2 separate regions of the Columba livia genome follow, and region 2 is linked to region 1. Evidence: chromatin contacts called from public Hi-C data. All regions are on one chromosome and are shown on one strand. The core of a region is the stretch at or near the end of the contact, and the rest is flanking DNA. Distances in the headings are between cores, read along the strand shown. Region 1 overlaps DNAAF8 (dynein axonemal assembly factor 8). Region 2 holds the start of SBK1 (SH3 domain binding kinase 1).

The links. Hi-C and Micro-C count contacts between places; a contact is called where the count stands out from the background.
Region 2: a Hi-C map of liver shows a contact between it and region 1, with 1.7 times the contacts expected there. The contact joins the promoter of SBK1 here to the enhancer-like site in region 1. A contact is called at or near these places in 2 of 2 Hi-C or Micro-C datasets (crop and liver).

Annotation. Positions count from the first base shown.
Region 1 is chr15:7,830,658-7,836,339 of bColLiv1.pat.W.v2, forward strand. It overlaps DNAAF8 (dynein axonemal assembly factor 8), which reads left to right. Exons shown (of 31, transcript XM_065030896.1): 24 at 321-490; 25 at 4,500-4,695. Among named protein-coding and RNA genes, the nearest start is that of SBK1, 44 kb to the right of the region's middle. Within about 2 kb of position 2,229, at least 1 of the 3 cell types and tissues checked has an H3K27ac peak away from gene starts, as active enhancers do.
Region 2 is chr15:7,875,506-7,881,257 of bColLiv1.pat.W.v2, forward strand. It overlaps SBK1 (SH3 domain binding kinase 1), which reads right to left and starts at 1,813. Exons shown (of 4, transcript XM_021291956.2): 1 at 1,582-1,813. The coding sequence starts at 1,643.

The DNA.
Region 1 (5,682 bases), core at 979-3,478:
ATATAAAGGGTTCAGTCTTATCCTACAGACCTGCCACTAAACTTTTTGGACTCAGAGCAGACTTCCTGAAAAAAAAAAACTACAAGCCTAGGCAGCTTTAGATATCTTTTTCAACTAAAAATTAAACAAGTCAAAACAAAATAAAATCATATATACACAGATATTTTTAATGGACTTGTTCAAGTTTTTGTGAACTTCATGCCAGCTTTTGGATAACCCTCTTCTACAGATGTCTGTCCAGGCTAGTAAACAAATATCGCTGTATGTTTTACCTCCATTTTTAGGAGAGCTCTGGGTTTCACTGGTGTGCTTTGTTACAGGCGCCCAGATTCTTTGCACAGTGCTGCTGATCAAACCTGGTGCCTGGAGCCACAGTCTTGCAAGGATCCTCCGAAAACTTGACCTAGAAAAATTCAGAGTCGTTGGGATGAAACACATAAACCTGGAACCAGACGTTGCCTTAGGACTCCTTTCTTCTGAAGTAAAACAGGTTTGTTAAGAAACTGGCAGAAACTGGCTTGGGGTCAGAGTGGGGAAGTATGTTAGCAAGTGAAAAATCCATTCCTGAAAAAAACAATATTTCCCATCCGGGATTTGTGAGTTGTTGAAGTGAACTATATAGCACAATCAGATCTGTACTGGCAGCAGACACAAAGCAAGCTGACATGCTGACAGCTTCTTTTATCGCATGCCATAAAGAAGCAGACCTGGTTTCTCTAAAACAAAAGTTTGGAAGATACAGGCAATACAGACCTCCCAGGAATTTGTGTTGTCGCTAATTTGCAATGCTGACTCTTTAGCTGCAAAACAGGTGTTGTCTCCGTCTTCCCCAAGGTCATTCCAGGTAGGACACATCTGAGGAGCACAACACAGCCCCTGCACGTGTGTCTGCTTCTCCTGCCATGTGTTTGAACCTGGGAGCAGGGAAACATTCATTGCACTGCCAGAGGATCTATACCTCTGGAGCCCTGTTACCTTGTATTACATTATATATACAGCTGAATCTCTGTTCCAGGAGGCCTGTGTTCAAGAGTCTATAAAAATGACCTGCAAAGAGAAAAAATTGAGTTAGTGTCATTTCTTATGTCTAATAGGCAATAAAGAGGGTTCTTAAATCTTGAGGTGTTAAAGGTTTTTGTTATCTAAAACTAGATTTATGTTTCTGCTCTTTTATAGCATTAGATTTTTTTTCCCCAAACTAAAATATTCTGAGATTAATGTAAAGATACTGAGAAAGCCAGGAAACTGAAAGCTGAGCATTTTAGAGGAGTTTAATTATGTTTGTCCCCTTAAACAATACAAAGATCCCCAAACAACAACAACAACAAACCCACAACAACAACCAAGCAAACAAAAACACACAGAAAAAACCCTACCCAACCTTGTTATTTGACTACTTTCATGAAGACATTTAACCAATTAACTTTGACAGAAAACAAGCCTTTACAATTGATATTGCTCTTGAGTTAGGTCAGGAGGGTTTATAGCACTCTTTCATATAGAAATTTCTAATAGAGGCTTCCAGAAGAAGATGGGAACGTGTCAGGAGAGTGCTCTAACATAACTGTCAGTCGGGAACAATTAATACTTTCTGCACGTTAGCAAAGCAATGGAGCACAAGCAGTTGATTTTTAAATATTTACAGACCACTGGTAAGACTGATATAGTGGCTGTTAGAGTTGATGGGGAAATGCTTTCCAATATGGCTTTTAATCATACAACTAGCTACAAAAATGCTTAGTTGATCATCTGAAACAGAAAACATTTTAAAAAATCCAGATGTCTACCTCGGGAAGTAATGTAGATATGTGTGGGGTAAATCTGAAGAGAGGTTGTTTCATAAAAATTTTCTCTTGTTTTTGGAGTTCTCTAACACACTAGAGCTGCTGTTGAGCGTTGATTTAGTTTCCTTGAAGAGCTGGTGACTAAGGAGTTTAAAAATTACAAACTATCGGGGTTTTGTTCGCAGAAAAAAATGCAGGTTTTGAAAGTGAGAAAGCAGAGATAATAGTCTGCCCCTGGCAAGGGGGAATGGACAGTAGGAAATGCTTTCTGCAGTACAGGGCCTCCTTTTCATTTTTAGAACACATCTAAATGCCTTTCACTCATGAGGGCTGAAAAAGGCTGAGCTCCCAACACAAGTAGGTAGATTTTCAAAAAGCCTCAGCATGCTTCAGGGACTGGGTTATTTTGAAAATCTGGCTTGTAAGCATTACAATGGCAGCTGGTGGGGGCAGAACTCTTTTACAGCTGAATTTCATGTAAAGCATTTGAATTGATGTTCATTGTTGATCTGTTTCTCAGTGTAGGGTGCAGTGGGATACAGTGCTGTTTTTAAAATGGGAGTCTTAATATGGGGACAAATTGCTGAAATTTAGCATTTTCTGTTGAAGAACATGAAGCCAGCGTGTCTGACCCTTCTAGGAATTCTGCCTAGGGCTTTTTCTCTCCTTACACAGAGCCTGGTCCAAAATCAATCTCCAAAAATCTCTAGAAAACACCTACGTGTTCTGCAATGTGCCAGTTTGTTTTGTGTACATAGTACTTGGTAGCAGAATTGGGTTTTATTCTCTGGTAGCAAGACTACCTAGCATTTTATTCCTCTTTCAAATGTATTATTTACATGCAGGCTGACAGAAATCCTCAGCAACATGATTTCGGATGCATGATTACTTTTTCAACTTAAACTAACATTCAGCTTCTAAGTAGCTTTTGGCATACAATAAATAATGGATTGGTCTGCTGAGGTTACCCAGTCACAGGAGCCATGATAATACTTTTTATCTGAAGTTTAATAATAATTTTTTAAAAATAAAGGTCAGGTAAATAGTGCTGACATTGTCTGCTCAGCTCCTAGCGTGACCTGATTGTGTTCAGATGGTGAGAAGCGATGGCTCCCGAGGGAGCTCTGCCTGGGGAGGATGTATCTCCTTTCTGTGCTTACCCAGCAGATCCAGTCCTGCAGAGATCTGTGGGTTTGGACACTAGCTATAAAGCTTGATTTTATAGCAGGACCTGATCATTCTGTTGAGGATTACCTGATACGATTGCCTGCAGTAGCAGGTCGCTGGACTCAATAACTTGACGGATTCCCTCCAGTCCTATCTTGTGATTCTAAATGGAGAGGCAGAAGGACAATTTTGCTGCTTTTTAATCCCGTTAGTCCTCCCGAGCCAGCACACAGCTGGAGCTTCCTCTCCGTCTGCATCACCAGAATTACTCACTGAATTCAAGTCAGCTGCACTCATGCAATCTCACCACAGCTGCTGGGTGTCAGTGAGGACACGGTTTGAAGACGGTGCAGAGGCAGGATGTAAATAAAGGCATCATTTGGCTGGCAGAGTCTAGAGCAGATGTGAGGATGTATCAGAAGGAAAGAAGTCACCTTGACTCCCTGACACCACCAGTAGCAATTAGAAACAACATTGTCTTTAACCCAACGTCTGCACCTTTTCTGGGGAATAACTGAAAGAAAATTGAGGCAAAAGGGGCTTGTTATGTGGATCTAAAAGCACTGTTTAGAAGCTCTGGAAGAAAAACATTTAATTCATTATGGTTTGTATAACAGAAAACATGTCTCTGAACATTTTCTTTTGCATATGTTTCTGCCATGGATGAATCTTGGTATGTTCTATCCAGTCCTTTTGAAAGTTTTCATTAAGTCATGATCACTGTTTTCGGAGAAGGCCCTTAGAAAAGTGGACTATATACATATTTTTTAAGCATATTTTTAAGCATATTTTTTATGCAGAAAAGGTTTAATTTTGTATTATATAGACCAGAATAAATGTCAGAATTTTGCAGTATATAATGACATGCTGAAACTCTTCATCCTCATCTAAACAGAGCTGTGTTCTCCCAGGAGAGCCTGTGAAACTTTCCTGTATGTTTTGCATGTGCAGTCACGCGATGGGATTGAAATCCCAGGAGTTCCTTTGCTCTGGGTTTCCATAGGGTGGGAGGCTTGACAAACATCACTACATGGATCGCATCCCTTACATAACTGACCAATTTAAGAACAGGGGGGCTTTCTCATGGATAATTTTTCATTTTTAAATGCAGGAGAGAATATAAGGATTGAGCCAATGGTTTTGAGTTTATAGCTTACTTCTTAGAAATACAGTTTAGAAGGGATGCAAGTGAGAGATTATTTGGGTCAAAGTCAGTGAATGGTTTTGTATGATAGAAAAGTGAAAGAGGCCTTGAAGTATTTTATCTCTGTATTTTTAAGTGGCACGGTGGGATGTTTTTTCGGAAATGTTTTATCTAGAGAATTGCCACACTCTGGTGCTTTTAGAAAGGTTCAAAAATAGAATTAAAACCTACAGGGGGCTGAATGATGATTTGCACATATATTGCAAAGAGGAGAAAAAGCAGGGTAGTGGCAGATCTGTTTGCTTCAAACTGGGATGGGTCTAACCGAAGGAAAGCTGGGATGAACCCTGCACTCACCAACACTGCTCATTATGACCTGTTGCCTCTCTGTTATTTCTTTTCAGGATCCTGCTGTTTTAGAAGCCCATTGCACCTACCTTACCTCAGGCACTGCTCTTGTGCTGTGTCTTCAGAGACCAAACGCTGTGAAGAAGCTGATAGATTTACTGGGGCCAGAGGATCCTAAACTAGCCCAAGCACTAGATCCATTCCTCTGGAGGGCTCAGTATGGCATCAGCACAGTCCAGAATGGATTTTATGGTAGGTTTTTGTAAAAGAAATGTCTGAAGTCTTAGATATGACAACGGAAAAACAAATATATTAAGTCCTGTTACCTCTTCCATTGTCAGTACAGACCTAGCCTTGGCAGGCAGTAGAGACCACTATTCCCTAGAAAGCTTTCATTGTTTTCTTGGTGGCTGAGTATGTCTCAAGCTATGAAATATTCTCCTAGAAATATTTTAAAAAGGTTTATTCCCAGAACAGCTCTAGATCTGTCTTCCATCAGAACGGATTTCCTTTGATCTCTTCGCTGCTTGGTCATTTTGTACTTTTAGCTTGGTTATTTTGTAATTATCCCCAAGAACCCATCTGTCTTCTATCTGCTGTGAGTCCCCTCCTGATAACTTCATAACCCATTGGCCAACTGCAACCAGATATCACAGAGGGATAAAAGACTCCAGGACACCAAGTCTCCTGTAACATCTCAACACATTCATGTCTGGCTGGAGAGAGGTGATCAAAAGTTCCTCTCACTGAGGAAAGCAGGTAAACTTGGCTGTTTTGCATTCGGAGAGGCTCTTGCCAGCTGGCACACCAGCTAGTTGGCATCCTCTGTGTGCCGAATCAGTCCCAGCTCATCCGCCAGCAGGACAGGAACCAGGATGTTGCAGTGTGTAGAGTGGGTGGGTGGGATGGGAGATAACCCAGAGTGTGGGGGGAAGATGGGAAGTATCGCTGGAGAGAGTGGCCTATGGAGAACAAAGGGTATCGCTGGAGGGGGCCTGGGCTGTTGCCCCAAGGAGGGAAGGATGCATTTCAAAAATTCATAAGGAATTAAGCATCATTGGTTCACTGCCCATTAATTGTCTTGTACTTTGAGCAAAATGTTGCCAACTTTGGGAGCATTTGTGTCCTCTGTAATGGCATCAATGATGTAAACAAGGAAGATTTGACAGGGAGGTACATAAAGGATACTGCACAACCCGTATGCTGTTGACTAGTGCAATTTTAGGATTGTAAACTACT
Region 2 (5,752 bases), core at 563-3,062, 44 kb after region 1:
CCAGGAACGGGCGGTGGGACGGTGACGGAGTGGGGAGCACTTGGTGGGTCTCTCTGCAGACACCCCCCTTTCAGCCTGGGAGGAGCCCACCCCCGGCAGCTGTTGTGCTGGCCATGGCAGGCAATGACAGTCCTGTCCCTGTGGCCTGGAGGCAGGCCCAGGGAAAGTCTGGTGGGGACAGGCTGGTGACAACTGGGAGGGTTGTTCAGGGACAGAGAGCCCCAGCCAGCACAGCCCTTGTTGAAGCAGGGCAGGATGCGGAAACGTCTCTGGCGACAAGCCACAAGTGTCCATCCCTTGCTGTCCCCCTGCACAGGGAGGCATGGTCCCTGTGGCCACCACACAGGACCTTGAGCCACCACATTGCCACTGTGGGTGCACCACTCCCTGGCTGAAAACACCAAACTCGTGCCACCTGTGCCCAGCACAGGCTGGATGCAGCCACTCAGCTGCAGCTACAGGTCAGGCTGTTAGAGGGGAGTCCCAGGGATTCTCCGTGTCCCTGTCCAGCCAGCAGCACCCACACTCGAGGTCCCTCTCCTACCCCTGGTCCCCCAGTCCCACCCCACATCACCCAGTGCCTTCCCAGCCAGCGCCAAGCTCATGGGCAATGTGTCACGGGAATCAAAGCACCAAAAAACGTGATTTACACCAAAACAAATCTTACAGCTTCTTGCACACCGGCTGGAAGGACAACTGCCTGGACTGACACGCACTCACAGCTCAGATGATAGCCCTGCCCAGGCGCCAGCCCAGCATCACTGCCCCCCTGGACCTCACCATGGGTAGCCGGTGCTTGTGGGGTCTCCTGGTGCTTGGGGGTGCTCCCAGCCACAGCAGGTGGGAGCTTTGCTCTGGGCATGGCAGCGTGGGACAGGAGCCGGCAGTGGCTCGGTGCCACGGAGGAGCAGTTGGGCACAACATGTGCCGGCATTCACACCTCGCATCCCTGCCGGCTGCTGGGCTAATTCCGGCACAGGCACATTCGCCTTGGCTGCCGCTCAGCACCGTGGATGGGAGAGGAGCTTTCGGGGAGGAGAGAGGGGAGTTCCGGTGCTGCTGCCGAGAGGGCCAAGCCTTGGGGAGCCTTGTGGCTCTTCTTGAGGACCTCCCCACTGCCCTGGCCCCCTGACCCTCCAGACAGCCCCTACCCCAGTGGCAGCAGCAAGGCCCTGGGAGCTGAGTCTGGCCAGGGATCCCATTCAGGGGAGCACGTTAGCTCTGGGACAGTGTGGATTCAGGTGCTGCTTCAGCGGCCCTGCTCCCATGGGCACACCAGCACCACTCGACATGGCACAGCACAGCACAGGACACCCGCCCCGTGCCCTGGAGAGCTTCTGCCAGGGAAGCACGTGCTGTGCACACAGCCTCTCTCGGCACAGCACAGCGCCAGGCCATGGTCTCCTCTGGCCGGGAGAGGATGCACCTGCTCCAAGGGAAACTTTGGCACAGCCAAGGCAGGCAGCTCTCATGCCAGGCATTGTCCCCCAGCCCAGCTCAGTGTCATTCTCCCATGCCTATCACAGGTTTGCAGCATCTCCACCAGCGGCATGCCGCCCAGCCGGGCACCGCGGCACTGACCTGTGCAGGTGCAGGGGCTGCAGCTCCTCTTTCTGGAAGCAGACAAAGCAGAAGGAATCCATCGCTCAACTCCAGCAGCCGCCGTGCCCGAGCGAGGGGGACTGGAGGCCAGGCAGTGCCAAAGTGGTGTTGGCATCTTCCTCCCCCTTGCCAGTGCGGCCGGCAGCGGGAGGCTCACACTTGCCCACTCAGGGCCATGGTGTCAGGGAGCCCTTCACACGGCTGGGCTGAGCATTGAGGTCGGCCACTCACTGCATGCAGAGGCAGCACTGGGCTGTGCCATGTCCCACGTCGCCCTCACTCCGGGGCCAGCGATGCCCAATGCCATCCCGGCATCCATCATGCAGCCCAGTTGGCACCAGTCCTCAGGGGTTGTGGGCAGGGACCTGGGATGGCATTGTCCAGGCTGAGGAGTCCGGCAGGGCAAGATGAGCGCTGTGCTGTTTCAGAGGCCGGGGGAAGCAGCTGCCCTTCTCTGGCACACAGCGCCCATGTGGCACCGGCTGGTGGTGGGCACAGAGGACAGCGCCCACAGCACTGCTGGGGAAAGTGTCCCCTGCACAGGACCGTGCAGGCAGGGTCTGGCAGGATGCAGCAGGGTCTGGCAGGATCCAGCAGGGTCTGGCAGGCAGGCGGGCAGGCTGGGAGCCCCGCACACTCACGGAGGAAAGTTGTGTCGTTGGCGAGCTGCGGCTCCGCGGGGCTTGTCTCACCGGCAGAGCAGCCGCTCTCTCTGACAGCTAAACCAGTGTGTGAGTATTAATAGCTCCAGATTCATGCGGCAAGGCTGGGAAGTTAACTCCTTGGCTGCCACTACCAGCCCTGCCCAGGCTCCAGCCGCCCTCTCCCGGCTCCAGGCTGCTGCCTCGGGGCTCGCCAGCACCACAGCTGAGACCTGGCAAACTCAGCCTGTCTTCTCAGTGCACCGAGTGTCACCAAGAGACCCATGCTCTGTCCCCCAGTGCCCTGACCTCCTCCTTCCCCCAGCTCTGTCCCCTCCAGCCCTTGGCATAGGGCACATGGCACAACTGGGGAGGGGATTTGTCTCAGCCTGGGTGCCTGTGGGTGCCCTGAGCCACAACGGTGATGGAGAAGTTGGTCTGGGAGCCATTTCAGGGGTCTGCTCCCCACTACATGGCCAGGCATGGTGGGGCATGGCAAGGCACAGCATGGCAGGGCTCAGCGTTACAGTCCTGCCTGGGCATGGCAGGAGCATCATGGTGCTCTGTGAGGGGTATCCCTGCCCCACAAGTGGTGTCTCTTCCCCACAGTAGGTGTTTTTGCCCCCCAATAAGTGGTTTTGTCCCACAAGAGGTGGCCCTGCCCCACAAGGGGTGGCTCTGTGCCATCGGGTCAAGCCAGGGCAACTGTGCCAGTGATCTCTGGCTGCTCCCCAGGGAATGAGCTGGGCCACCCCAGGGACAGCGTGCTGGGTCAGGAGACCCCCCTCACCCATGTGGCCACATGCCCTCACCAAGCAGCTCTGCAGTCTCACTGTTCCATATCTGCTGGGAACAGGTCAGGGACCAGCAGGGGGTCCCCAGGTCCCTGAGACCAAGAGTGGTGACAGTCCCTCGCCCCAGGCAGCACCCAGCACCCTGGGACAAAAGCAAAGGCCATGTCCTTGGGAGGTGGCAGCAGGAGGACACAGAAAGGCTTCCCCAGGCTGGCCACAGGCTTTGTCATTTCTCGTTGTGAATTATTCAGTGTGTGGCTCTGCTTGCAGTGCATCTGCTCCAGCCACACCCCCTCTAATGGCAAAAATCGATGGCTTTTTAATTTCTCTTGGCCAGAAAACTCCCAGCCATACTGCTCGAGGGTCCTGTCTTCACTGCACAGCTGACAGGGGACCCAACCTTGAGGGTGGTTTATCCCAAACTTATTTCCATCACCTTTTTACATGATCTAGACATGTGCTGGGCTACATAGTTCTACCTGTGAGGCTGCGAGGTCCCTGCGCTTTGTAACTCTGGTGGGGCTCAGCCGCCCACACTGGACCCAATCCAGGATGAGGCCCAGGGCGCAGCAGAGACCCCTGCCCTACAGCCAGGTCCTCAGACCTGCCCCCAGTGGACCAGCCTCCAGTGCCTTGGCTGGCTGGGACAGGGTGGATGCATCCCGGGGGTGTGTGGGGAGGATGCCTGGCTGGCTGTGCTCTCTGGCCATGGTTATGGGTGTGTTTACACGGGCCTGGCTGGAGTTGATGTACAAGTGCACATGTGCATGGCTCTGCTCAGCGTGTATGCATGTGCATGGGTGTGCTTGGTGTACATGCCCACACATGGCTGAGCGCAGGGAACACGTGTGTGCACAGCCATGATGGGTGAGAGCATGTTGCCCCAGGCCTGGAGCAGCAGGAGCTTCGTGATTCAGAGCAGGGGGCTCTTCCTCGCATGCTCACCTGGCTGGCCTTGCGGGCTGGGCTGATGTGGGAGCGGCACCGTCTTGTCACCCCCTGCCTATGCGGGGAGCTGGTGGGGACATCTGCCCAAGACAATGGGGCTGTGCAGTGTGTTTGCAGGGATGCTGCTGCCGTGCTGGTCCCTGAGCATCAGCATTCCGCAGGTTTCTGGCACCAGAGGAGCCCCTCTCCAGCCCGTGGGGTGCAGGCGGGTACCCCTGCCACAGCCAGACTCCCATGGCCCCCCAGGCCCCCTGGGTACAGCACCATGGACCTGGCACCCACCCAGGCACCCACTCACCAAGAACACACTGCAAAGAGCAACAAAAAATGTTAAAATTTAATGCCTCAGCTAATGGGCCAAGTGTAGAGGAGCAGAAATCCAGAGAAGAAGGGCTGCTCTCCCACAGAAGGAAAGAGTGTGCCCAGCCCCGGGGAGCCCCTAATGGCTTCTGGCTTCACAGCTCCCTCCACCTCACGCTTCCTGGAAGAAGGGGAGACCTTGCTGGTCCACCGTGGTGCCTGGCTGATGGGACCTTGTTCCCATCTCGCTGTACCCAGCTCCATAAAAACCCATTAGCTGCCTCCTGGTGGGACCGAGCAGACAGTCACAAATCCATGCGGCTCCTGGTGGGTGCCCCACATGAGCTCAAGGTGGGGACCTTGCTCATGGGAGCCTGAGCTGTGCTGTTCTCCTCCACTGCCCCCTGCATCTCTGCTGGCCCCTCTCAAAATCGTGGGAGCCTCGGAACAGGGAGAGGTGCAGAATGGCATGTTGGGACATTTTGTCGCTTTGCCTGGTGGGTCTTTGATGTCTAAGAAGTCAGGGACAGACTCTGAACTTTGTGTAGGTTTAAAAAAAGCAACAGCCCCAAAGTACTTTCTCCTTTGCCTGTAACAGAAGCAGAATCAGAGAGGATGAGCTACCCTTGCTGCCCCTCTCACACCCTGCTCCTCAGGTCTGAGGCTGCTGGAAAGGGCGATTTGGACACCAGGATGAATTTCCAGGCCCCCCTTTCAAATGCACATGAAACACCAGACCTGCAAGACCTGTCTGAAGCATGGTCTTGCCTGCACTCCCCCCATGTCTGCCTCTTTAGGGACCTCCTGTCATGTCTCAGACCCTGGCTCCAAGGGCTTGCTTTGTCCCAGCCTAAAGCAGCTGCCCTTCAGTGGGAATTGGGAAGCCATTCCCTGTAATATAATCAGCAAAAAACCCAGCACCTGAGAGCCCAAATAGCCCTAGATAGATCCCAAGGGGTGTGGAGCAGAGGCAGGAGCAACTGGCCAGGGGCTGTGGTGGCCACAGAAGACCCTTGCCCACCACAGCCACCCTGGCCAGGACCGAGTGATGGCAGCAGAGAAGGAAGGACACTCATCATGGGGAGGGGTGTCTTGGGATCACTTCTTCCCTGGAGCAGTGGGCTGTGGTTGTTTTTTTAAATTAATTATGCATATCTGTACTTTCCACAGGTATTTGTACTCCAGGCCTTTATTTGCTGTATTTTTTATAGCTTGCTAAATAAGCAAACTTATTGCCAAGCCACTTGTGAGACACAGGGACTGGTTGGGGTTTGCTGCACAAAACTTTCCTTCACATTTCAAAGTTGCTTGGTTGTACTTATAAAATACGGTTAAACTATTTTCATCAAATTACTTTACATTAGGTGGCAAGGTAGTAAGATGCATTGCATTCGGAATGAGTTACAGCTCAATTTGTGGTAGGAACAATAAAAGGAGATGGAAACAGATACATGGCTGGATGTGAAG